Regions from separate parts of the Mus musculus genome. Here all the other regions are linked to region 5. The links are chromatin contacts, called in public Hi-C, HiChIP or PLAC-seq and promoter capture Hi-C maps. All regions are on one chromosome and are shown on one strand. Each heading gives the region's core, a stretch centred on a gene start, on an enhancer-like site or on the middle of the called end of the contact. The rest is flanking DNA. Distances are from core to core; before and after follow the strand shown.

Region 1 (3,118 bases), core at 534-3,033, 400 kb after region 5:
GATAGTGACTAGGTTATAGACACTGAACCTTCCTGAAGGGGATGAATGAAAAGGACTCAGAGATCCTTGGTCCCTTGCTGTGAGGACTTGGCCAGCAGGTGTGTCTGTGATTCAGAGAATGGTGATGGTGCTTCTGCCAGGCTGTCCAGTCTGCAGAGCTCAGAGAAAGAATCTCCAGTGCTCATGAACATGGGCCATGGCCATAGCACCCCCAGTGGACAGGTCAGCAGCTTCAGGGACCCTGCAAACTCAGGGACCCGAAGACAAGCTCCCTTTAATAAGCACCTCTCTCTTGTTTTGTCAAAGAAACATATTTCCAAACCAAATAAGGCTGAGGACTCAGTAGCCTCTGCCCACTTCACACAATTCCTTTTAAGTGTCCAAGCGCAATTATACTTGGCCAGTGCTGGGCTTAGGCCTCCCCCCCCCCCCCCCGCCTCCCAGTGTAAACAAGTGGCCCAGCTGGGACACAGCTGCCTGCTCTGGTGGAGGAGGCAGGGTCACCATCCTTCCCTGCTGCCTGCCTAACCTCTCTCAGCCTCTAGAATCTCAGAAAAATCCCTATCCCCACACCCCGCCCCGCCTCCAAGTCCCAGGAAGCCAGCTGGCCTCAAACAGGCAACCATCCAAGGCTCCCTGATCTCAGGTTAGTTTGGTGCAAGGGACAGAGAGGTTTCTTCATGGGCAGAAGGAGGAGGCTCCAGCGCAGGTGCAAGAAGAGATCTATTTCTGGGCTCCCTGTAAGATGCCCACAAGGCACACCTCCCCCAATCTGGGCACTGTTCACTCCCATAGGAAAGTGTGGCATTCCCTCAGGCTTCTTGGGTCATGAGAAAGTTGGCCCAGGGCAGAAAAAGGCCTCAGCACCCCACCCTCATCGCCAACCCTCTGCTCCCTCCATACCCACCCAGGCTTGGGCTCCATGCCCTGGCCACTAACTTTTTCCAAGACCCCTTCTCGTGGGGGAGGGTGACTCATCTTCACTGAGGAGCACACGCACCAGGCATGGTTGCTCGCCAACTTCCCTGCTCAGCCCAAGTGAGCAAGGGCTGTGATTTTCCATTTGTGACATCTGATTGTTATTAGAGCTAGAGAGAAGGGAATTCCTGGTTCCACAGGCCCCAGGGGTCCCCCAGGAAGGTTCTGGGGTGGCAAGGGGGGTGGGTTGGTGCCATCTGGGTCATGTGGCCTTCTCTCTGACACTTCTCCCCCACTCTCCATAGAGTTCCCTCACCTGCTGCTTCTTGGCTTCTCTGTGCCAGTCCCTCAGTCAGTTCAAATAATGGAGAGAACATTCCCTATAACCTCCCCACGATCACCACCTGCCCTGAAATGCCCACTGGAAACAGGCTGAAGGCATCAAGCAAGTGACAACCCGGAGCTCCCTCTACTGGGGCAGCCCTCTGGAGCTGCAGGATACTAGATACTAACATCTGGACTCCCGCCCCAGTGCTCAGGCCAACGTGACGTCATCAGGCAGAGAGATGAGTTCCCAGTGGGGATGGGGGAAAAGGCTCCTGAACTGGGCATTCCTTCCCCAAGCCTCATCACTGTTCAGCTCCTCCTCCTCCTCCTCCTCCTCCTCCTCCTCCTCCTCCTCCTCCTCCTCCTCCTCCTCTTTTTTCTCCTCCTCTAACTCTCCCCTCCCCCTTCTGCCTGGCCTGGAATTGGGTTTGGGGCGGGTTCTGTTTCCAAAGCCATCTCCAACAGGCAAGGCGGGTGAGGGCTCGTCCTCCCTCCACCCTGAGCCTGAATTTTCCGAGGCTCCAGGCAGTACTTGGCTAGCCTGCTGCCCGTGGGTCAGCAAACTCGGAGTCCCAGGAGAAGATCTCTACGAAGGGAACTCGGAGGATCAGGACAGCCACAGGTAGCACTCTGGGACCCAGGGACTAGGGGAGGGAGACCAGGGACAGGGGCTTCAGGATCAGGATCAGGGGCTGTAGGGTGAAGGCTGGACAGGGCAAGCAATTGAGATTGGCAGCCTCAAGGCAGGGAAATGGCCACTGCCATGACAGGCAGCTTGCAGAAGTCCCACCTCTCTGAGCACAGAGCCATGAAACCCTAGAGTGAAGCTGTTCCCATCTAGAAGACCTGTTCCACTCTTCCCACAGGTCTGAGTATCCCAGGGATATAGGAGGCTTTAAGAGTCCCCCTCTTGTGTTGCATCTCCTGATCCCCTACTCAGATGACACCCTACCTCTACCTCTAGCCCCAAGACATCCTCCAATTCCAGCCCCCATCTTGTCCTCCTGAGGGTGGGGGCTCCCTATCCTTCCTTCAACCTTACATCCAAGCCGGGTTTCTGGAAGAGTTTGAAGGGAACACCCAGTGGGCGATGGTCCAAGTGCAGAGTTCTGGTTCTCATTGCTCAGGGATGCCGCTGGCCATGAGGACAGCAGTGGGCAACTCTGTTGGGGGCATTTGGGGACTAGCAACACAAGGTCAGACAACTGATAGTCTCAGCTTCTTCCCCTCCAGCCAGGTCTGGTGCTGGTGTTGGCTTCACATGAAGCTGTTTGCCAGAGAGTTCTGTTCCCCCTCAGAGAAAGTCTTCTGTCAAGTTGTGAGCAAAGGCTTGAGTCTTAGGCAGAAACACAGGCTTTCTGTGTATCCCGGACAGCAGCAGACTGGCCAATGCCCAGGCCGGGTCATAGCTAAGGCATGAGGAGAGAGACTGGGGTATGGTGTAGTAGAAGTGAAATGACCAAGACAGCTCCCTTAGGGCTGGTCTGTCCAACTGTCAATCTAAGAAGGTAAACAGGTGGCCCACTATCGGTTTGGAGGGGAGGAGCCAGGGGTGCAGACATGGGAGCCTTTTCCATGGGCTTTAGTGAAGTGGGTTCTGTCATGGCTCAGATCCTGCCCAGAGCACACACATCCCCATACACACATCCTCATACACGTCTCTCTCTCTCTCACACACACACACACACACACACACACACACACACACACACACACACACACACACATCTTTAATATGGCCCATCTGGGGTCCACTTGGCTTCTGGATCTCTCTGTGTGAGTGAATAACTTTGCAAATAATCTGGAGTAGGACAGGGACCGTGGATAGAGACCAAACCAGTCATAGAGTTGACCTGGGAGCATATTCATCTGT
Region 2 (2,859 bases), core at 41-2,540, 330 kb after region 5:
AGGCCCTCTTGGAGGGTGCAGGCAACCTAAAGGCCTAGGCTGCTAGAGCCAGTCCAGTGCCTTCTGTTACCTACACTGGTTTGTCCCTTCCCAGAATTCCTGCAAGAGTCACCACACTAAGATGATCACATTGAGTCACAGCAAGGCTCTCACAGGGCACTGACCCAGGTTCAGTGTCTGCCAGATGTGCTGACTGACCCCCCCCAAAAACTGTAGATGGCATGGACCACCCCCCCAACCCTGACCAGAGAGATGAGATAACCTGCCCCAATACAACAGCATCAACACCTCCCTTCCTCTGCATAAGATAAGGCCCCACAGAGGATACCCTTCACTCCAGTACTCTGTGTTCCTCCCTGATGTTTCCAGATGTATCTTGGCTCCTAGGATCCATGGCAAATCCAAAAACAATGAGTCTCTTCTTCCAGGAAAGAGGGGTGAGGCCAGGACCAGAATCCTGGAGGAAAAGGCAAGGCAAAGGCAGCAGGGCTGTTGAGCCTTCCTGCAAGGAAGTGGGGGCAGGGGTAGGCTCCAGGTCCCGGCAGAGGATCCTAAGCATCCCAGGCATCAAGCAGTGTCTGTCACTGACAGCGGGTGAGTACTTAGCCCTGTGCACTCAGAGGGCCTGGGTACCAGACACTCCCACAGCTGAGGGAAGGACAGCAGAATATCACAAACAGAGACCTGGGCTGAGTATAGAGGATTGATTGGGGGTGGCCTTGAGGATTTTAGGGAACCTTGAGGGTTCCTTGCTGACAGACAGGGAAGACCCAGTGGTCCCTGTAGTACAGAACTTGGCTCTGCCACACAGCTGAACTTCATCTACCAAGAGGAGCTTCTATGAAGGCCAGGCTGTGTGGACATTACTGGGTAGATGATTGTCACTGGTGCATGGGCCCTGCAGCTGCTATTGCTGCAACCACATGTCCCCTGTCACTTACACAAAGCCAACCCCACTTGTCTAAGGTCTATGAACATAGATGACCCAGGTGTACTGGCTTGCTCTGACTCATTATCCTCTGTGGTAAGATGACTAGTGATTAGTCCTAGGAAATCCCCAGACACACACACACACACACACACACACACACACACACACACACACACTCACACACTTGCTGAGGTCCCAGACAGGAACAGGCTGTGGCCACCACCAAGAGGCCCAAGGGCAGAATGAGGGACACTTCTAGGGAAGCAAAAGTCTTTCTCCAGGGACAGTGAACAGCCCTGCAGTCTGCCCCCACAGAGAGCCCTGCTGCAGGGCGGGGGCTCAGGAATGTTCTCTGCATACATAGCAAAGTTGTGAGTCAGACACAGTGGGGAGGAGGCCCGCAGCAGGGCTGCAGGCAGGAGGTGGAACCCTCCAAGCAGAATCCTGGTAAACAGCAGGCAGTGTCTGGGTCCTGTCCCATGGCCAGCAGTCTACCTGGGCCACATCAGGGGTGAGGAGCACATGGGCCAGGAGAGGGCAGTGTGGCCTAGGTTAGCTGGGGACTTGCAGATGAGGCTTCCAACTCCTTGCCCAGTGCTCTCTCTGGACTCCTCACACAGTGCTCTCAGAGCCAAGCACCACCCCAGGCACTGCCACCCCTTGAGTAAACTGACCTTTGCAGAATTAAATGGGGCTCCAGCAACCCAGGAAGACCGGGTGCTGGGTTCTATTTCTCAGGACACCTCCTGTCTCCAGTATGCGAAATGATACCCAAAACTCCTACTGTGTGCTGGGCCCTGGCAGGAGTTCCTATACATTGATTCATGGGACAGAAGCCGGGCTACAGTGTGGACATGTATGCAGCATGTAGAGGTCAGCTAGCCCTGAGAGCTCATTCTCCAACCTTCACCCCTGCTGAACTAGCCAGCAACCTCAGGCACATATGGGAGCCAGGTGATACACCTCAGGCCCCACAGAATGACCATGGGATCTAGTTGCAGGGCCTTGGCCTAACCCACTGAACTGTGGAGAGAAGGAGAGGGCTAAAGATGTTCTTCTACTGGGGGATGCTAGGCAGAGGACACAGGGCTACCTCTCTACACCCACAAAGCAGGGGTCTGAGCCCCAACAGGACTCACTGGGTAAGCCCTTCACCTCTCTAAGCCTCAGTCTCCTCGTCTGTAGATGGGGATGGGGAGGCATCAAGGACTGTTATTATTTAATGATCTCCATGAGAGCTGGCTCAGTTGATAGAGGGATTTTTCCCAGCATGCACAAGGACTTGAGTTCCATCCCTAGCACCACACACCTATTCCAAGCACTGAGGAAGCAGAGGCAGGGGGATCATCATGAATTCTAAGTGGGCTTGGTTTGCATAGTAAAGCCCTAGCTCCCAAAACTAAATTAAATTAAATAAGCCAGGAACAGTGTGCACACCTGTCATATTAGCGCTTAGAAAGCAGAGACAGGAAGGCATCAGACTGTGACTAGCCTGGCCTACAAAGCAAATTCCAGGCCAGCCCCAGATCCAGAAAGAAAGAGGTGGAGGGAGGGAGGGAGGCAAGGAAGGAAGGGAGGCAGGCAAGGAAGGGAGGGAGGGAGGGAAGGAGGGAGGCAAGGAAGGAAGGGAGGGAGGGAGGGAGGGAGGGAGGGAGGGAGGGAGGGAGGCAAGCAAGGGAGGGAGGGAGGGAGGGAGGGAGGGAGGAAGGAAGGAAGGAAGGAAGGAAGGAAGGAAGGAAGGAAGGAAGGAAGGAAGGAAGGAAGGAAGGAAGAGAGCACCTTATCCACCTAAAGAAAAAAACAAGAAGCCTGCACAGTACCCTTCAAGGGCACATCTTGAAGCCTGCCCTAGATGCTGCCTCTCAGAGGCTCCACCCATCCTTGTAGCACCTCTCTGAAGATGGAGCCTTTACTAAATGGGCCTCTGA
Region 3 (2,922 bases), core at 269-2,768, 430 kb after region 5:
CCATCCCCTTCCATTACAAAAATGGTCCACCTTGGGGATCATATCAGACTGCTAACAGCGAGTGACAGGCTCAGTCATTTTCTTTTTTAAAAGATTATTTTTAAGCCAGGCATGGTAGAAGCAGGCAGATTCCTGAATTTGAGGCCAGCTTGGTCTACAGAGTGAGTTCCAGGACAGCCAGGGCTCTGTAGAGAGACCTAGTCTCAAGCTACCCCTCCTCCCACCCTCACTGCCATCACCAAATGCAGACTGTTATACAGGTGTCTTGCCTATATGTATGTCTGTGTGCCACAGGTGTGCCCAGTGCCTGTGGAGGCCAGGAGAGGGTGTCAGAGCCCCTGGGACTAGAGTTACAGGTGGTTGTGAGCCACCATGGGGGCTCGGCCTTCTTTTTACTTTTTATTTTAAAACAAAGCCTTGCTAAGTAGCCCCAGCTAGACTTAAACTATGTAGCCCAGGCTGACCTTTATTTGTTATCCTCCTGCCTCAGTCTCCTGAGTGCTGGAATTGTAATAGTCTACACCCAGCTTTCCCCTTTTTGAGATAGGGTCTCCATCACTTGTTCAGACAGGCCTTGAGCTTATCCAATCTCCTATTACCTAGGTTTGGCTTTTCTCAACAAAACCATGTCTGGACCTCTCTTTGTGTTTTAAATTCTATTTCTTTTAAAGCTTATTGGACACGTGACCTCATCACACCTGTATGCAGTCATTAGGCAGGTGTAGCTGTTAGTAATTTTCTACTCTATATAAACTACTAGTTTGAGCGGTAGTAACTAGATTAGCAGAGTTTGAATGGGTTAGTTAAATTTATCAGGGTACCAGGAAGGGCCTCATATATAATCCTCCTGCCTCAGTTTCCAGAGTCTCTGGGATTACAGGCTTGCCCGTGCTTGTTCTTAATCCAGGTCTAACAGTGGCCTGAGCGGTTCCTATCACACTGCTGGGGCAAAGGCCAGAGGCACAGGGGCTTGGCCACAAAGTACTAGGAGCTAGATGGGAAATTTAGTCATATCCCAGACCTCTCAGAAACCCTAACAGTAAGTACCACATGGAGAGGACTAGACCAGCAGATGGTGGGAGATGAGGCTAGAAAGCTGCTGGCTTCCCAGAGGGTCAAGGGGCTGTCCAGACCCAAGATTAGAGAGAAAAGGCACTGAGAACCAGGTGTTCACCCAATGATCTCCCTTTTAAGGTCATCATGAGGCGTGATGGAAAGATGGAAAAAATCCTGGGGTGCAAAACAGGAGTGGAGCCCTGCACCCAGGAATCTGGTTAAAGCCCCTGGCTGGCAAAGTAGAGAATCCAAAACTAACTGCCCAGGCCTTCCCCTCCCATCTGGGAGCCAGCATCCTCCAGGGATCTCCCAGAACTCCATTGACAGGAAGGGGTGTGCCCCAAGTCACTACGAAGCCCTCAGGGCTCCTGGATTCACCTTATCAGGTTTAACCCACCCAACACATCCCCAGAGCCAACTCACAATTCTCCTCTCTGAAGAGTAGGAGAGCAGGGGAGGAGTCCTTGGCAACCTATTGAGATGTAACTTGAGGCCACCAAAGGGGTGTGTGATGTTTTGAATATGCTCAGCCCAGGGAGTGGCACGATTAGAAGAAGGTGTGGCCCTGTTGGAGTAGGTGTGTCACTGTAGGTGTGGGCTTTAAGACTCTCATCCTAACTGTCTGGAAGCCAATATTCTAGCAGCCTTCAGATGAAAACATAAAGCTCTCAGCTCCTCCTGTACCATGCCTGCTTGGATGCTGCCATGTTCCTGCCTTGATGATAATGGACTGAACCTCTGAACCTGTAAGCAAGCCCCAATTAAATGTTGTCCTTAGAAGAGTTGCCTTGGTCATGGTGTCTGTTCACAGCAGTAAAGCCCAGGGTGTGTGTGGCTAATGTTCATACATCACAGCAGCTCTGCCCTGAGTCCATTAGACCACCCTTGGGTAGTCTTGCCTTCTGCTACTCTCTTTAGAAGCCAACACCTATGTCTTGGGTGCACTTCACTTTCTCCAGTATGTCTCTCTTTCTCCTACCTCTGATGTTTAAGCCTATACTAAAATATATTTCAGGTTCAATAAACTCTACCTCAAAAACATGAAGGTGAAGTGGAACCAATGGAAGAGATACAGCAATGTCCACCTCCATACTCACACTTACATACTCACGTGCACAGGCCTACACTAACCCATACTCACATTCACACACACACATCTATACTAACCCATTCATTCTCTCTCTCTCTCTCTCTCTCTCTCTCTCTCTCTCTCTCTCTCTCTCTCTCACACACACACACACACACACACACACACATACACACACACACACACTGTATTAGTCAGGGTTCTCTAGAGTAACAGAATTTATGGGTAGTCTCTATATAGTAAAGTGATTTGTTGATGACTTAGTCTGTAATCCAGCTCCCAACAATGGTTAGCAGCAGCTGTGAATGGAAGTCCAAGGATCTAGTAGTTGCTCAGTCCCACAAGGCAAGCAGGCAAAGAAGAGAGAATTTTCCTTCTTCCAATATCCTTATGTAGGCCTCCAGCAGAAAGTGTGTCCCAGATTAAAGGTGTGTATCACCACGTCTGGGACTTGCTTGTCTCAGGCTGACCTTAAACTCAGAGATCTCCTTGCCTCAGTCTCCAGGGATTAAAGGCATGTACTACCTCACCTGAGCCTAAACTTCTCATGGCCACGATGCCTTAAGATCTCCATGCCACGATCCAGGTCAGAAACTTGTGTCTTCTAGCCTCAAGATCTGGATCACAGGTGAGCCCTCCAATTCTGGATTGTAGTTCATTCCAGATATAGTCAAGTTGACAATCAGGAATAGCCACTACACACATGCACACACCTACACTAGCATGTGCATCATATACACACAAGACATAACTGCTAATAACTCCAGCTCCAGCATAGC
Region 4 (2,803 bases), core at 51-2,550, 350 kb after region 5:
ACCCTGTTCTCCCAGGAACAATCTCTGTTATTGCAATCACCTTTGTGAACCAGCGAGTGGCTGGGTTCATAGAGAGATCTGTTCCCATCATCATATATGACAAACTTCATAGAGGTCCAACTGCCACCAGGTACAGAGTAGTCTGGGGCTGAGAAGGAATGTCACAGCTACCCTGTCCTACATTCTCCTCTCCCCTCCTCTCCACCTCCATCTGCCACATCTAGCACTTGTCCACTCATAACAGTACTGGGAGCAGGCAGTCCCTGTGTGAGGCCAGAGGACCTGCCAGCAAGAAAACGCTGCTTGTCGGAGAAAACACCCGTGCTAAGCCAAGCGTGTCCCAAAACCCCACACACAGCCTACCTCATAGGTTTGGTTAGTCAGGGTTTTGCAGGTGTGATCAGATAAGCTGGACTCACACTGGAATATGTGTCCTAAGGCCAGCTCTGGCATCCTTGTAAAAGGAGGTAGGCACACTGGGAAGAAGGGGAGGCCAGACAATACATGGGGGTGGGGCAGGAGTGACCCAGTGTGAGGATCCATCCTTCAGCAGCAGCCTGACTCGATTCAAACTCGCCGAGGAGACACACCTATCCGTATATCTGTGAAGGGGCTTTCAGAGAGGTTTAACTGAGGGGGACCCACCCTGAATGTGGGTGGCACCATTGCATGACTGAGGGTCCTGGAGTGAATAAAAAGAAGAAAATTAACTGAACACCATCACTCCCCTCTCTGCTTCCTCACGGGGTGGGAGGAGAGCTGGCAGGGTGGGGTGGGGGTGACAACGACTGTATCCCTTCAAACTGTGTGCCACAGTGATGTCCTCCTCCCTTAAGTCACTTTTGTCAGGTCACAGCAACAACGTAAGTGACAACAGCAACCCCAAAAGCTAGGGAGAATCTTCCCTGCACCTTCAAAGGCTACGGACACCAGCCCACCTTGACCTTGGACTCAGAATGGGAAGGTGGGTTTTTTTTTGCAGTGAAAAGCCATGCAGCAAGCTTGGCTTCAAAGCCAAGGCTACTCCAGGAGGTCAGGACTACACCCATCACCCTGAGTTTGGGCAGATCAATTGCTCTCAACATGTGGAATCCATCCCTGTCACTTTACTGAGAACTTAGGCATGAGAGGAAACAAAATAGAAGCCAGTAGTCCACCTCAGTGTATTCAGAGGAGGGCTTTTGTCTCCTACCCCGTGGCAATTTTACCACCCGGACTCCTGCCTGGCCTGGAGTTCCCCTCCATTGGCCACCAGCCACCACCACTGGCTGGAGCAGAGATCACCGCCCTGCATGCTGTGGTCACGAGGAGTCCCTGCCCTTTAGTTATGTGGTAGTTTATGTGCCAGGGGAAAGCAAGGCCAACCAGTCCCTGGTGCCCCCAAACACATTCTTGGCATCTCACAAAAATGCTGAAGGTACCTGATTAGAGAAATGCTTTGGGCTCTATGGGCCATGAACTCTGAGCCCTAGGGAGGCAGTGACTTCACACCTCCCCCTCGCCCACCCCGTCCCTGCCAAGTCTGAGCTGCCTACCACATCAGTGACACCATCGCGGTTTCTCTGTCCACGCACATGGCCAGTGTTTCTGTTTTCTTGAGGCATCAGCTTTGATACACACAGAAAAGGGCGGGGGATGTTAATGTGGGGAAGGTATCTATTAAGGTCTGAGCTCCAGTTCCTTCCTGTCAAACGGAAATAAGGATAATCATGTGTGCACATTAAACTGCACATGTCAGAGTCCCCATGGTGGTCACTGTCACCCCAGAGTCTGTTCCAACACTGGCCCAGCCCAAGGTCAACCATTTCCCCATTCAGGGTTCAGTGCCTTCTACACTTTCCAATGTCCATAGAGGACAGAGGATATGTCAGAACATGGCCAGATTTGCATCCCAAACTGGACCCCTTCGGCAGCTCACAGTGGAAACCATGTGGTTGACCCAGAAGTGGACACCCACACATTTCTCCACCTATCAGTCTGCCCATCAGATACCTCCTGGGCATCTTTCTATATACCAGTTCCTCCCTGAGCACCTGGGACTTGGCCAAAAGTAAACTACATCTCTATCCTGGTGAGGTTCACATTCTAGCCAGAGAAAGCCCATGATAGGGGACCCCTAAATACACACCACATCAGACAAGAGGAACACCAAGGGACAAGCCAGGCCGGGAGAGGAGACAGTCCTGGAGACACACTCCTGCCCTACAGTCTTCTGGGGTCCCTTAGGCCAGAAGATCTACACATACATTCAGATGGGCAAGGGGGGACAGTAGAGAGGACAATACACGTGGGCCTTGCAGTCAAGGAAAGCTGCCCAGCCGCGAAGGAAGCCTTTATGAAAATAGGAAGGAAAGATCATTTAGGTAACCACCAGTCTAGCCTTAGAGTGGGGAGGTGAGCGGACTGGGACAGGATCCACCCACTGCCGCTGGAGCTCTGCTGTCCTCTGCTGGACAGATCAGGGATTTCAGGTACCCTAGTCTGGGACTCCTATCTCCTGGATAATCTGCGCCTGCCCCAGGCCCTCACCTGTATGCAAAACACCTCTGGGTGCCAGTTCATACTACCAGCTGGACCCTATGAAGGGCACACATCCCGTTACCCAAGCCAATTCTGGGTGCCCTATGGGTTTACAAGGTGCCAGTGACACCAGCCCACAGCAGGCTCTACTGGGGCCTCAGACATCAATGGCATCTGGGTCTGCATACAGGTGCCAGCTGTCCCAGTGCACACCTCACCTGGGGGAGGGACACTGCTTAAAATGCTCATTGAGACAGGTGAACACAGGACGGAGCACCTTTGT
Region 5 (3,016 bases), core at 389-2,888:
GTCACAAACAAGGCTCCATCTTCACCTCTTACGATGTGCATCCTTGGGGGCGCTCTGTCACTTTCCAGAGTCCCATTTTCTACCTTGTTCAGAGGTGGAAGTAAAACCCGCCCTGGAGAAGAATGTTCTTATGGCGGCCCCCAGTGACCCAACAGACTTTCCTCTGATCACTCCATTACCAACATCTCTAACTCTTCTGGGAGTCCCTGAGAAGGGCGCAGAGTGGGGATGGGGTGCTGCCACCCGCATGCCACCCTCCAGCCCAATTTGGGGGGACTCTTCAGTAAAGCCTCTGCCAACCTCCCTGGTACCCCACATTTATCACGGACATTAAAACAAAAGCGTCAGGAGAAGGCAATTAAGATTAATAGCCCGCGCTGTCGATTGAGAATCACAAGGGAGAAGTAATTAGATTTTACAGGAGACATCGCTCTCTAAAACAAGCCTCACAGCATGGGAGTCCCCGGTCCTGAGAGCCTTCGGTGATGTCTTTTTGTAAAGGCTTTCCTGATGACATTCTCCCAGAGCTCCGTCATTAATGCCAGTCACTGATGGCGTCTGAAAGTGGCGTGTTCCTCATTGAGATTCATCAGATCTGCCATTTCTCTGCTGTCCCGCCCCTGCAGACAGACCTCCCATCACCACGGAGCTAGGCCAGTACCTTTTTACCCAAACCAGCCTCCTGGGGCCCCACATACAGGAGTTGGGGGGTTGGAGGCATAATGAGAAAGGATAAGCGCTGAGCCAAAGCCCCCTGCGAGGACCCTTTCTTTCAGGCAGGGGAATTCTCTGCAGGCTGCCTCCTTTTCTTTGCAAGAGCGGCTCTAGGAGAAGCCCCCATTCTCCTCCCACCTGACCGGCCGCCAGCAGCGTCCACCGTTGCTCCTAGCTGGCCCCCTCCTCTCCGGTACGCAGCTGTCCCCCGCGCACAGACTCAAGGGCCTGATCATCGACCCAAGAGGGGATCCCGCGGCCTGCCGTGCTTCTGCACGCTGGTCAGTCCACCCTTCTCAAAAGTCGCAGCCCCAGTGACATTCCACTTGTGGAGTCCACGCGCGAGGCAGGCAGAGGACGTGCAGACAGCGACTGGCAGCACATTGGAGACCGAAACTAGGGCTGAAGCGCCACCTAGTGCGTGCGACACGTTCTCACGAGGTCTCCACCTTGTAGGGCAAATATCCATGAAAAGGGAGCCTAGGTCTGGGGCCGGGAGAATGAGGGAGGGTAGGATCTGCGATAGCGTGCTAAAGGAGAGATTCAAGACTCAAACAGGGGGCTACGGAGGCAGAGCTCTGCGTGCCTTCTAGTCTCTGTGACTGTCCCACGCGCATCCCTCTGAAAGCCCAGGGCCTGAAGACCTCAATAATTAATAGTAAAATTAAAATAGCCTATTCAATAACCACCAAGATACTGTGCATTGAACACTTGCTCCCCAGGCCAGGGTCGCAAAGGGGGGGCTCCTCCTCTGCCAGATCTGGCCGGCCTGGGCGGGGTCACTGGGTTGGGGCTTGAATGGGTGTGTGCGGGGGGCGGAGACTTGATGCAATTAGGAGGAGAAATGCTCTGATGCCCGGGTCACCTACCCGCGGGGCCCGCGGGACGAAACGTATATAAGGCCGCGTGCCCGGAGCCACCCCACTGTCGGAGCAGTAACTCTGTGCGCCCCACGCCACAAGCGCCCAGTTGCTTTGTGGGTTGTGCCTGCCCTGCGCCTGCAACTTGAGTCCCCGCCGCATCGCAGTCTCCGCGCCACCTTTGTAACGGCCTTCAGGACCCCGAGGTGTCATGGCGAGAAAGTGGAACGGGCGTGCGGTGGCCCGAGCCCTGGTCCTGGCCACTCTGTGGCTGGCTGTGTCTGGGCGTCCCCTGGCTCAGCAATCCCAGTCTGTGTCAGATGAAGATCCACTCTTTCTCTACGGCTGGGGCAAGATTACCCGCCTGCAGTACCTGTACTCCGCTGGTCCCTATGTCTCCAACTGCTTCCTCCGAATCCGGAGCGACGGCTCTGTGGACTGCGAGGAGGACCAAAACGAACGAAGTGAGTATCATTCAGCCCGTCCCCTCCGGTCCCTTAGGACCCAGAAGCACGTGGGTGTGTCGCCGTGGCCTTAACATCCTCCCACCCCTGACTTCCAGACTGGAGCTGGGGAAGGGCGATGCAGTGTGGCCCCGCTGTACTCACGTGTTGCTGGGGCCCGGCAACATCTTTCTCTTGCTCGCAGATTTGTTGGAATTCCGCGCGGTCGCTCTGAAGACGATTGCCATCAAGGACGTCAGCAGCGTGCGGTACCTCTGCATGAGCGCGGACGGCAAGATATACGGGCTGGTGAGTGTTCCTCCACGCGGCGGGATGCTCGCGGCCGCGTTGGGTCCGTATTGTTTTTGTTTGTTTGTTTGTTCTTTCGCCTCCTGCTCAGGTCCAAAAGGAACTTCGAGGGCAAGGTACCAATGATAGTGGGGCTAATATTGCTCTTGCCCGCCCTGCGTAAAGTGATGGCCCCAGGCTGTAGCGGGGGAGCAGGGAGACCAGAGAAGCTGTCTAATCTTCCCAAAGACTGGGCTAACTGCTGAGTCCCATTCAGCTTTCGGCCCCTTTGATACTGAACAGGAAAGCCTCCTCTCCTGGCTTTGCGTGTTCGTGGTCCTCGATTTCCTCCCCCTCCCTCAAATAAAAAAGAAAAGAAAAAGGAAAGAAGGGTCTTTTCAATCAATTTTTCTTAGGTCCATGGTGTGATGCAAAAATTAGATACTTTAGAAAGTACCCAAGATGCTCATCTGCTTGTGACCTGGGGGAACTGGAGTGAGGCGAGATGGCTAGGTTCACATAACCCCTAAAAATCGGTAGTCATGAAGTATGTAGGCTAGTGCTCTGTAGGAATAGAGGCTGGGTTCAAAGAAGCCTTCAGCCCTACCTCTGGCAGTACCAGTGCGAGGTCCCCCAGTGGGGAAGGATGGCTACCGGACTTAACGTTTTTGTTGTTTTGTTTCTTTAAGAGTCCCCAAATTGTCTGTGGCT
Region 6 (2,855 bases), core at 282-2,781, 390 kb after region 5:
GGGAAGGCAGGCCTGCAGCAATATCTACCCCCTCTGAGAGTTTGACCACAGGTCAGCCAAACTCAGAGCGGAGATTCTCACCCACTGGATGCTGACCTGGAGACTGAAAGGTTCATTCTCATAGACAGCCCAGTCTAGGAGATGCAAATACAGAGTGTTGTCTGGGTTCTCAACAGCCCTACCCAAAACCACAGTGTTTGGAAAAAGACCCTCCAGAGTTTCTCATCCAACACTGCCCAGCCTTCCCAGAGAGTGAGTCTCTTGTGTGACAATGCCCAGCATTGAGTCTTGCCTCCACAGAGAAAGCTAAACCTGTCGCTTGTCCACTCTGCAGGGACAAGGCTTAGAAGCAGCATGGCACTGCTATCATGGACATCTGTTAAGACCCACGCACTGGATGCCACAAAATCTCTCTTTGGATCCTCAAAATGTGTCCCCTACCCCACCAGTCTGTTACTACCCCTTGTATTGAAACTCCAGCTAAGTAACCCGACGAAGACCCACACTCAGCAACTGGCAGCCCCAGAAAGGTTCCAGATGCCTAACACCAAGTATGTGTCCCCTGAACCATATGCCCTGTCCCTGACGAGTGGTTTCAGCAGAGAGGGAGGAGTAGGTGGACATGTGGTCACCTCAGTGTCTAGCTTCCTCGTCTCCTATTACGGACCCTATGTCCTCACTCTTCAGTGAAAAGGCACGGGCTATGGGTAGACAGGGGCCAGTGTGCCAACCCAGTCTGCTCCCAAACAGGGAGGAAAGGAAGTTCAGAAAGGGAAGTTTGAATGACCAGGCCACCAGCACACACAGGGCAGTGACCACACCAGAAGGCAGGGCTGTGACCTTAGGTAGGTCAGAGGTGAGGAGGGCACAACTCACTCTGTCTCTCTCTCCCTCTTCCCCTCTCCCCCTCCCCTCTCTCTGCCTAGGTTTGCTCATCTGGAAAATGAGAAGAATATCCTCCTGCCTGTCAGCCAGCATCCTCTGGAGATGACTGGGAGGCTAACTCCACTCTCCCTGGGCTCAGCAATGTCCCTGACCAAGGAAGGGAAAAGGAAAGAAGGCTCCGAAGCACTTAAGAAAACAAGGAAGGAAGTCTCCCTGGCCTTAGGTTACCAGCTTCAGCCCTTAGCAGCCAAAGCAGTGCTCCAAAGTCGCTCTCAGAGGATGTTCGGCCACTCACTGCCTGGGGACCATGGGCTGGAGCACGCTTTTCTCCCTAATGAGGAAGAAGCTAGAGTGGTGCTGTAACCCCAACACTTGGAAGGCCAAATCAAGAGGATCTGGAGTTCAAGGTCAGCCTGGCTACTTGAGACCCTGTCTCAAAAAGTAAGGAAAAAAGAAAAGTAAAACTGAAAGTGACACCTCACTCACCGGAGTGGACCTGGCCACTGCCTCGGTCCCGGCCCAGAAGGGGCTGCTCTTCTGCCGCCATCCCACCAATGTAACAGGCCGGACCTGGTCCCAGCCGCGAGAGCCAGGCGTTCCGGAGGAGGAGCTCTGTGATGACTCCCAGCAACAGCCAATGAGAACGGAGAAATCCCTCTGGAAGGCGGAAGCAACAAGCCCCTCCCCCAATGGGTGGCGCTCCGCTTCTCTGCAGCACCTAGTGGCAGAAGGCAAAGAAGCTAAGGCTATCAAGGAAGTTTTTCAATCAATGCAAATGACTACTATTCCGTCCCAGCTCTAGGAATGTCAGAAGGAATCTCTTCTTGTGAGAGAGTGGGTGAGTGAGTGAGTGAGTGAGTGAGTGAGTGAGTGAGTGAGTGAGTGAGTGAGTGAGTGAATAACTGACTGAGTGAATGAATGAATAACTGACTGATTGATTGAGGGACTTACTGACTGACTGACTGACTTAGTGACTGTCTGAGTGACTGACTGAATGTGTAACTGACTGACTGAGTTTGCTTGCTTGCTTGCTTGCTTGCTTGCTTTTTATTTCCAGAGCCTTATAAGACGCCAGGCAAGCTCTCAACCCCTGCTACACCCAAAGCCCAGAAGTGTTTAAGCAAGCATTTTGTGTGACTCAAAGCCCAGAAGTGTTTAAGCAAGCATTTTGCGTGACTCTGACGCATGTGAGTACTGTGAACAAGGGAGTGACCACAGAGGTCATGCCCCACAAAAATGAATCTTGAATTTCTCCAGAAATTAAACAAACTAAAGCTTGAAACTGGGTATGTTGATGCACAGACATGGAATCCCAGTACTACAGGTAGCAGAGACCTGAGGATTGATGTCAGTCTGGGAACAGCCTACTACTAGTTAATTCCAGGAGAAGGAGAGAGAGAGAGAGAGAGAGAGAGAGAGAGAGAGAGAGAGAGAGAGAGAGAGAGAGAGAGAGAGAGAGAGAGAGAGAGAGAGCTGTAATCTGTTGCCTGGAGATCAGAAGTCCAAAGATAGGACTATCTCTTGAGGCCTCAGAAGGCTGAAATCAGAGTATGGTCACTCTACTGGGATCTTTTTAATTTTTTCTTTTATTATTATTGTTGTTGTTATGTGTGTATACGTATGTGTTCATGTGTATGTGCGTGTCTGTGTATATATACAAGTGCAGGCAGGTTCAGACATACCACATAGTACTTGAAGGTCAGAGGACAACTTTCAGGAGTCGGTTCCAGGGACTGAACTCAGGTTTTCAGATTTACATGACAAATACATTTCACCATTGAACCCTGTCTTCAGCCACATTGTGAGATATTCTTCAGAGATGGAGGAAAAAACCCACCGTGGACCCATCAAGGAGACAGGCTGAGTTAATTTTCTTGAAGCTTGGCCTGAGATCCATGCTTCCTCACTTGCTAGGCGTGCCTGGGGTGCCTGAGACGGTTCCCAGCTCCTGGGATCACTATATCCCTCCC
Region 7 (2,914 bases), core at 403-2,902, 340 kb before region 5:
ACATGGCTTTGGTGGATCCCCATTTTTTCCCCTAAATTGAATTCCTGAGAATTTTACCAGTGCTCAGAAAACATCAGAACCATCACTTCCCAAGTGGTTACACAAAGCAGCCAGCAAGCTAATACACTAACAAGACAGTCCTGCAGACATTTAAAGGCAGAAACCTTCCTTGATTTCAGTTTGATGGGCATACCTGTGGAAGTGCAGTATTGAGCTGCCTCTGCAAAGAATCTCTTTCATGACCAACTTCATGCAACTTCCCCTGGGTTAATGCCAGTGTTTCTTGTGTCTCTCTTAGTGTGTCCAGAAGGCGGTCCCGTTCTTCCAACATGGAAACCATGAGCTGCTCAAAATGCGAATCAGCATCTGGCTGTGAAGGGGAGCCTGACCCATGGCTCCCACCTCCTCCTGGAGGGCCTTCTGCTTCACTAATGGTCGGCATCACCTCGCACATCATCTTGAAAAAGGAACGGTACAGACCACAATCAGTAGGTGCAGAACAAGAGTTTCCACAAACCTGCAGCTTTCTGAGCACCACCTGTGGCTAATGAGAAAAAGGCTGACAGCCCCAGAGCTATCCGTGACGATCATCCACTCTGGATGCACACACTCTGGGAAGTAGCATGCACAGGTCAATATAATGAGCAGATTGGGGGAGACAGTCCTGGGAGCAAGAGGAGCTGGGATGCTCACCTCCAACCAGTGGGGGTCTGTTTAAAATCCACATTTAACAGCTGAAGACAGTTTCCTCAGGAAGAGAGATTCCAAACAGTCCCTCAACCACAGAAGAAGACTGGAAACTGACAAAACACCAGCACTATGGACCCAAGCATCCTCCAGGAATGTGTGCAGTCAGCTCCTGGGAAGGACTAGCAGGCACCCTGACTTGTGGGGCTGGATATTTGGTGATCAGCGGAAAAAGCAACTGGATTGGCTTTTTAAAGTCTGGACAGAAGTGTTTAGCAAAGGCCTGCTGCTGTGTAACGGTTGGTCAGCCAACCCAACTTACATAAGTTCACAGTCAAAGACAGGGGAAAAGAACAGAAAGAGAAAATATACCCACACTGGGAATCTAGGAAGTCGGGACAACAGGGCTAGGTTAAAAAAAAAAAAAAAAGGAGGAGGAGGAGGAAAAGGTGAGATGGAACTAGAGATTGCATGCTGTCAGGGCACAGGGTGGAGGATGAAGCAGAAGGCGCTGCAGGTGCATCTGAGCAGCACCCGCTGCCCCGGCCTGGCTCAGCTGACCCCACAGCCTCACTGCCCCCAACCTCACTTACTCTGGCCAGTCTAAGCGAACTCGGACCTAACTGCTATCAACCCGTTTTGCCAGGCTAGCCGCAACTCTGCTGGCTCTGCTGACCCCCGCACACTGACCCTGCCGACCCGGCCCCACCGACCCTGGCCCGCCACCCAGCGCGGCCCGCTCCACCCGCCCTCACCTTGGCCGGCGGGCGCGGCTCCGGGGCTATGAAGCGGCCTTCGGGCGGCGGCCGGCTGCGGGCCGACCCACGCAGCCCCGCGGCTGCGTCCTCGCCCGGCCCCCGGGCCCGCCGCCCCGCTCGTCACGAAGGCCGGCCCGCCGCCGCGGGACACTAGCGAGCGCAGAGAACCGGGCCCGGCGCGTCGCCGGCGTCAACGTGCCCGACGTCCGGCGCGTCGGCGCGAGCGTCAGCACCGCCCCCCGCGGGAGAGGTTGGCCGCGGGGCCGTGCGCATGCGCTAGATCCGCGGTAGTGGGCGGGCGGTCTATCGGGAGATCCAATTGGCTAGTCCTCGCTTTAGCCCCGCCCCCGGCAGGCCAACCCCCTGCGGAGACAGGGCGACCGTGGAAACACCGGTAAAGATCTCTGGCAGGTGTGCGCAGCTCGCAGTCCTGCTTCCGTGCTCTCACGCCAGTGTGTGTGTGTTGACGTCACCCAAACGCCGACGTCACCTGAGCACTCGCCCCCCCCCTCAAAACCCAAGACCTCTGGGGAGTCCCGCCGGACCACCTGCAAAACCGGAAAGTGCTGACAGGTCGGGCAAGGTACCTTCTACCTCTATGCCTACCCTTCAGAAGTCTGAGGCAGGAGAATTACAGCAAGGTGGAGACTCTGCCTGTAAAATACAAACAAAGGCTACTGCCATCAACCCTGACGACTGAGTTCGAACCCTAGGACCCAGAAGACCTGCAGTAGATCCTCGGAACCTACATAGTCCTGAATGTTGTCCTCTGACCTGCACACATGTATCGTGTGGGTGCATACATGTGCTCACATTCACACGCGCACACACAACAACAACAAAATGTAAGGGCTCAGTCACTCTTGCAAGTATTAGAACCTAAGTTCCATTTCCCAGACTCCACGTAAAAATAAAAAGCTAGCTGGCCTTGGTGCTACACGCCTTTATTCCCAGCACCCAGGCAGATCTCTGGGTTCAAGCTAGCCTTGTCTACATAGTGAGTTTCAGGACAGCCAGGAGTACATACTGAGACCTTGTTTTAAAACTTTTTTTTTTAATTAACGCCAATAAAATAGTCCAGAAACCAAAGCAAAATGATCATCAACCATAACTGAAAAGCCAATAAAACTTTCCAAAGGCCAAGGCAAGAATACTGTCGACTAGTATAGGCTACATAGAGAGCCAGGACAGTCAGGGTTACATGGGCAGATTCCTGTTTCAAGAAGTCAGTAATTAATTACAAAGTCAAGTTACAAGTATAACCAAGCACAATAGTGCCCACCTGAAATCCTAGCACTCAGAAAGCAGAGGCAGGCAGGCAGATCTCTGAGTTTTGCCCGATCTATATAATGAGACCTTTTTCCACAAAACAAGTCAGAATGTAAATAGAAGCAGCAAAGTCTTTAAGGACTATCAGCCACTGCACACAAGTTCTCAGTTGCCTTGATCTCAGGTTTGGATTTGAGGAA

The links. Hi-C and Micro-C count contacts between places; a contact is called where the count stands out from the background. HiChIP or PLAC-seq counts read pairs in DNA pulled down with a chosen protein or histone mark. Capture Hi-C pulls out chosen DNA fragments and counts their contacts.
Region 1: a contact with region 5 is called in an H3K4me3 HiChIP or PLAC-seq map of embryonic stem cells, with 9 read pairs. The contact joins the promoter of Mrgprf here to the promoter of Fgf15 in region 5. A contact is called at or near these places in 6 of 39 promoter capture datasets (the C10 cell line, hematopoietic stem and progenitor cells, liver and 2 more), 2 of 115 datasets of contacts at active chromatin or transcription factors (both in embryonic stem cells) and 2 of 9 other capture datasets (adipose tissue and macrophages).
Region 2: a contact with region 5 is called in a FOXA1 HiChIP or PLAC-seq map of pancreatic cancer cells. The contact joins the enhancer-like site here to the promoter of Fgf15 in region 5. A contact is called at or near these places in 2 of 39 promoter capture datasets (embryonic stem cells and trophoblast stem cells), 1 of 15 datasets of contacts at CTCF or cohesin (embryonic stem cells), 2 of 484 Hi-C or Micro-C datasets (CD4 T cells and bone marrow-derived macrophages), 13 of 115 datasets of contacts at active chromatin or transcription factors (bone marrow-derived macrophages, craniofacial prominence, embryonic basal ganglia and 8 more) and 2 of 9 other capture datasets (adipose tissue and liver).
Region 3: an H3K27ac HiChIP or PLAC-seq map of embryonic stem cells shows a contact between it and region 5, with 2.9 times the contacts expected there. The contact joins the enhancer-like site here to the promoter of Fgf15 in region 5. A contact is called at or near these places in 4 of 39 promoter capture datasets (the C10 cell line, embryonic stem cells, liver and 1 more), 1 of 484 Hi-C or Micro-C datasets (bone marrow-derived macrophages), 3 of 115 datasets of contacts at active chromatin or transcription factors (embryonic stem cells and pancreatic cancer cells) and 2 of 9 other capture datasets (liver and macrophages).
Region 4: a Hi-C map of bone marrow-derived macrophages shows a contact between it and region 5, with 30 read pairs. The contact joins the enhancer-like site here to the promoter of Fgf15 in region 5. A contact is called at or near these places in 8 of 39 promoter capture datasets (the 3T3-L1 cell line, the C10 cell line, embryonic stem cells and 5 more), 5 of 15 datasets of contacts at CTCF or cohesin (the NIH/3T3 cell line and embryonic stem cells), 7 of 484 Hi-C or Micro-C datasets (the C10 cell line, CD4 T cells, the HL-1 cell line and 3 more), 13 of 115 datasets of contacts at active chromatin or transcription factors (craniofacial prominence, embryonic basal ganglia, embryonic forebrain and 7 more) and 3 of 9 other capture datasets (adipose tissue, embryonic stem cells and liver).
Region 6: a contact with region 5 is called in an H3K4me3 HiChIP or PLAC-seq map of embryonic basal ganglia, with 3 times the contacts expected there. The contact joins the promoter of Tpcn2 here to the promoter of Fgf15 in region 5. A contact is called at or near these places in 4 of 39 promoter capture datasets (embryonic stem cells, hematopoietic stem and progenitor cells and neutrophils) and 11 of 115 datasets of contacts at active chromatin or transcription factors (bone marrow-derived macrophages, embryonic basal ganglia, embryonic forebrain and 5 more).
Region 7: a promoter capture Hi-C map of adipose tissue shows a contact between it and region 5. The contact joins the promoter of Ppfia1 here to the promoter of Fgf15 in region 5. A contact is called at or near these places in 10 of 39 promoter capture datasets (the 3T3-L1 cell line, the C10 cell line, the HPC-7 cell line and 7 more), 1 of 15 datasets of contacts at CTCF or cohesin (the NIH/3T3 cell line), 1 of 484 Hi-C or Micro-C datasets (embryonic stem cells), 16 of 115 datasets of contacts at active chromatin or transcription factors (bone marrow-derived macrophages, embryonic basal ganglia, embryonic forebrain and 9 more) and 3 of 9 other capture datasets (adipose tissue, embryonic stem cells and liver).

Annotation. Positions count from the first base shown.
Region 1 is chr7:145,299,126-145,302,243 of GRCm38.p6, forward strand. Mrgprf (MAS-related GPR, member F) reads left to right here and starts at 1,784. Exons shown (of 3, transcript NM_145379.2): 1 at 1,784-1,867.
Region 2 is chr7:145,221,126-145,223,984 of GRCm38.p6, forward strand. It overlaps a transcript of Tpcn2 not described here. Among named protein-coding and RNA genes, the nearest start is that of Smim38, 14 kb to the left of the region's middle. Within about 2 kb of position 1,291, at least 162 of the 459 cell types and tissues checked have an H3K27ac peak or open chromatin away from gene starts, as enhancers often do. A contact at or near this core is called in adipose tissue, bone marrow-derived macrophages, pancreatic cancer cells and 1 more, where this site is marked.
Region 3 is chr7:145,324,378-145,327,299 of GRCm38.p6, forward strand. No RefSeq gene overlaps it. Among named protein-coding and RNA genes, the nearest start is that of Mrgprd, 11 kb to the left of the region's middle. Within about 2 kb of position 1,519, at least 11 of the 459 cell types and tissues checked have an H3K27ac peak or open chromatin away from gene starts, as enhancers often do. A contact at or near this core is called in embryonic stem cells, where this site is marked.
Region 4 is chr7:145,240,846-145,243,648 of GRCm38.p6, forward strand. It overlaps a transcript of Tpcn2 not described here. Among named protein-coding and RNA genes, the nearest start is that of Smim38, 34 kb to the left of the region's middle. Within about 2 kb of position 1,301, at least 20 of the 459 cell types and tissues checked have an H3K27ac peak or open chromatin away from gene starts, as enhancers often do. A contact at or near this core is called in the HL-1 cell line and bone marrow-derived macrophages, where this site is marked.
Region 5 is chr7:144,894,894-144,897,909 of GRCm38.p6, forward strand. It overlaps Fgf15 (fibroblast growth factor 15), which reads left to right and starts at 1,639. Exons shown (of 3, transcript NM_008003.2): 1 at 1,639-2,038; 2 at 2,223-2,326. The coding sequence starts at 1,786. It overlaps Gm26793 (a long non-coding RNA gene), which reads right to left. Exons shown (of 2, transcript XR_003946907.1): 1 at 2,183-3,016; 2 at 1-2,012. RefSeq lists a promoter at 1-1,724, enhancers at 225-271, 246-788, 246-597, 618-650 and a cis regulatory region at 1,491-1,505.
Region 6 is chr7:145,282,480-145,285,334 of GRCm38.p6, forward strand. It overlaps Tpcn2 (two pore segment channel 2), which reads right to left and starts at 1,532. Exons shown (of 25, transcript NM_146206.5): 1 at 1,372-1,532. The coding sequence starts at 1,432.
Region 7 is chr7:144,552,077-144,554,990 of GRCm38.p6, forward strand. It overlaps Ppfia1 (protein tyrosine phosphatase, receptor type, f polypeptide (PTPRF), interacting protein (liprin), alpha 1), which reads right to left and starts at 1,653. Exons shown (of 32, transcript NM_001195086.1): 1 at 1,443-1,653; 2 at 194-457. The coding sequence starts at 457. It also overlaps the pseudogene Gm35626.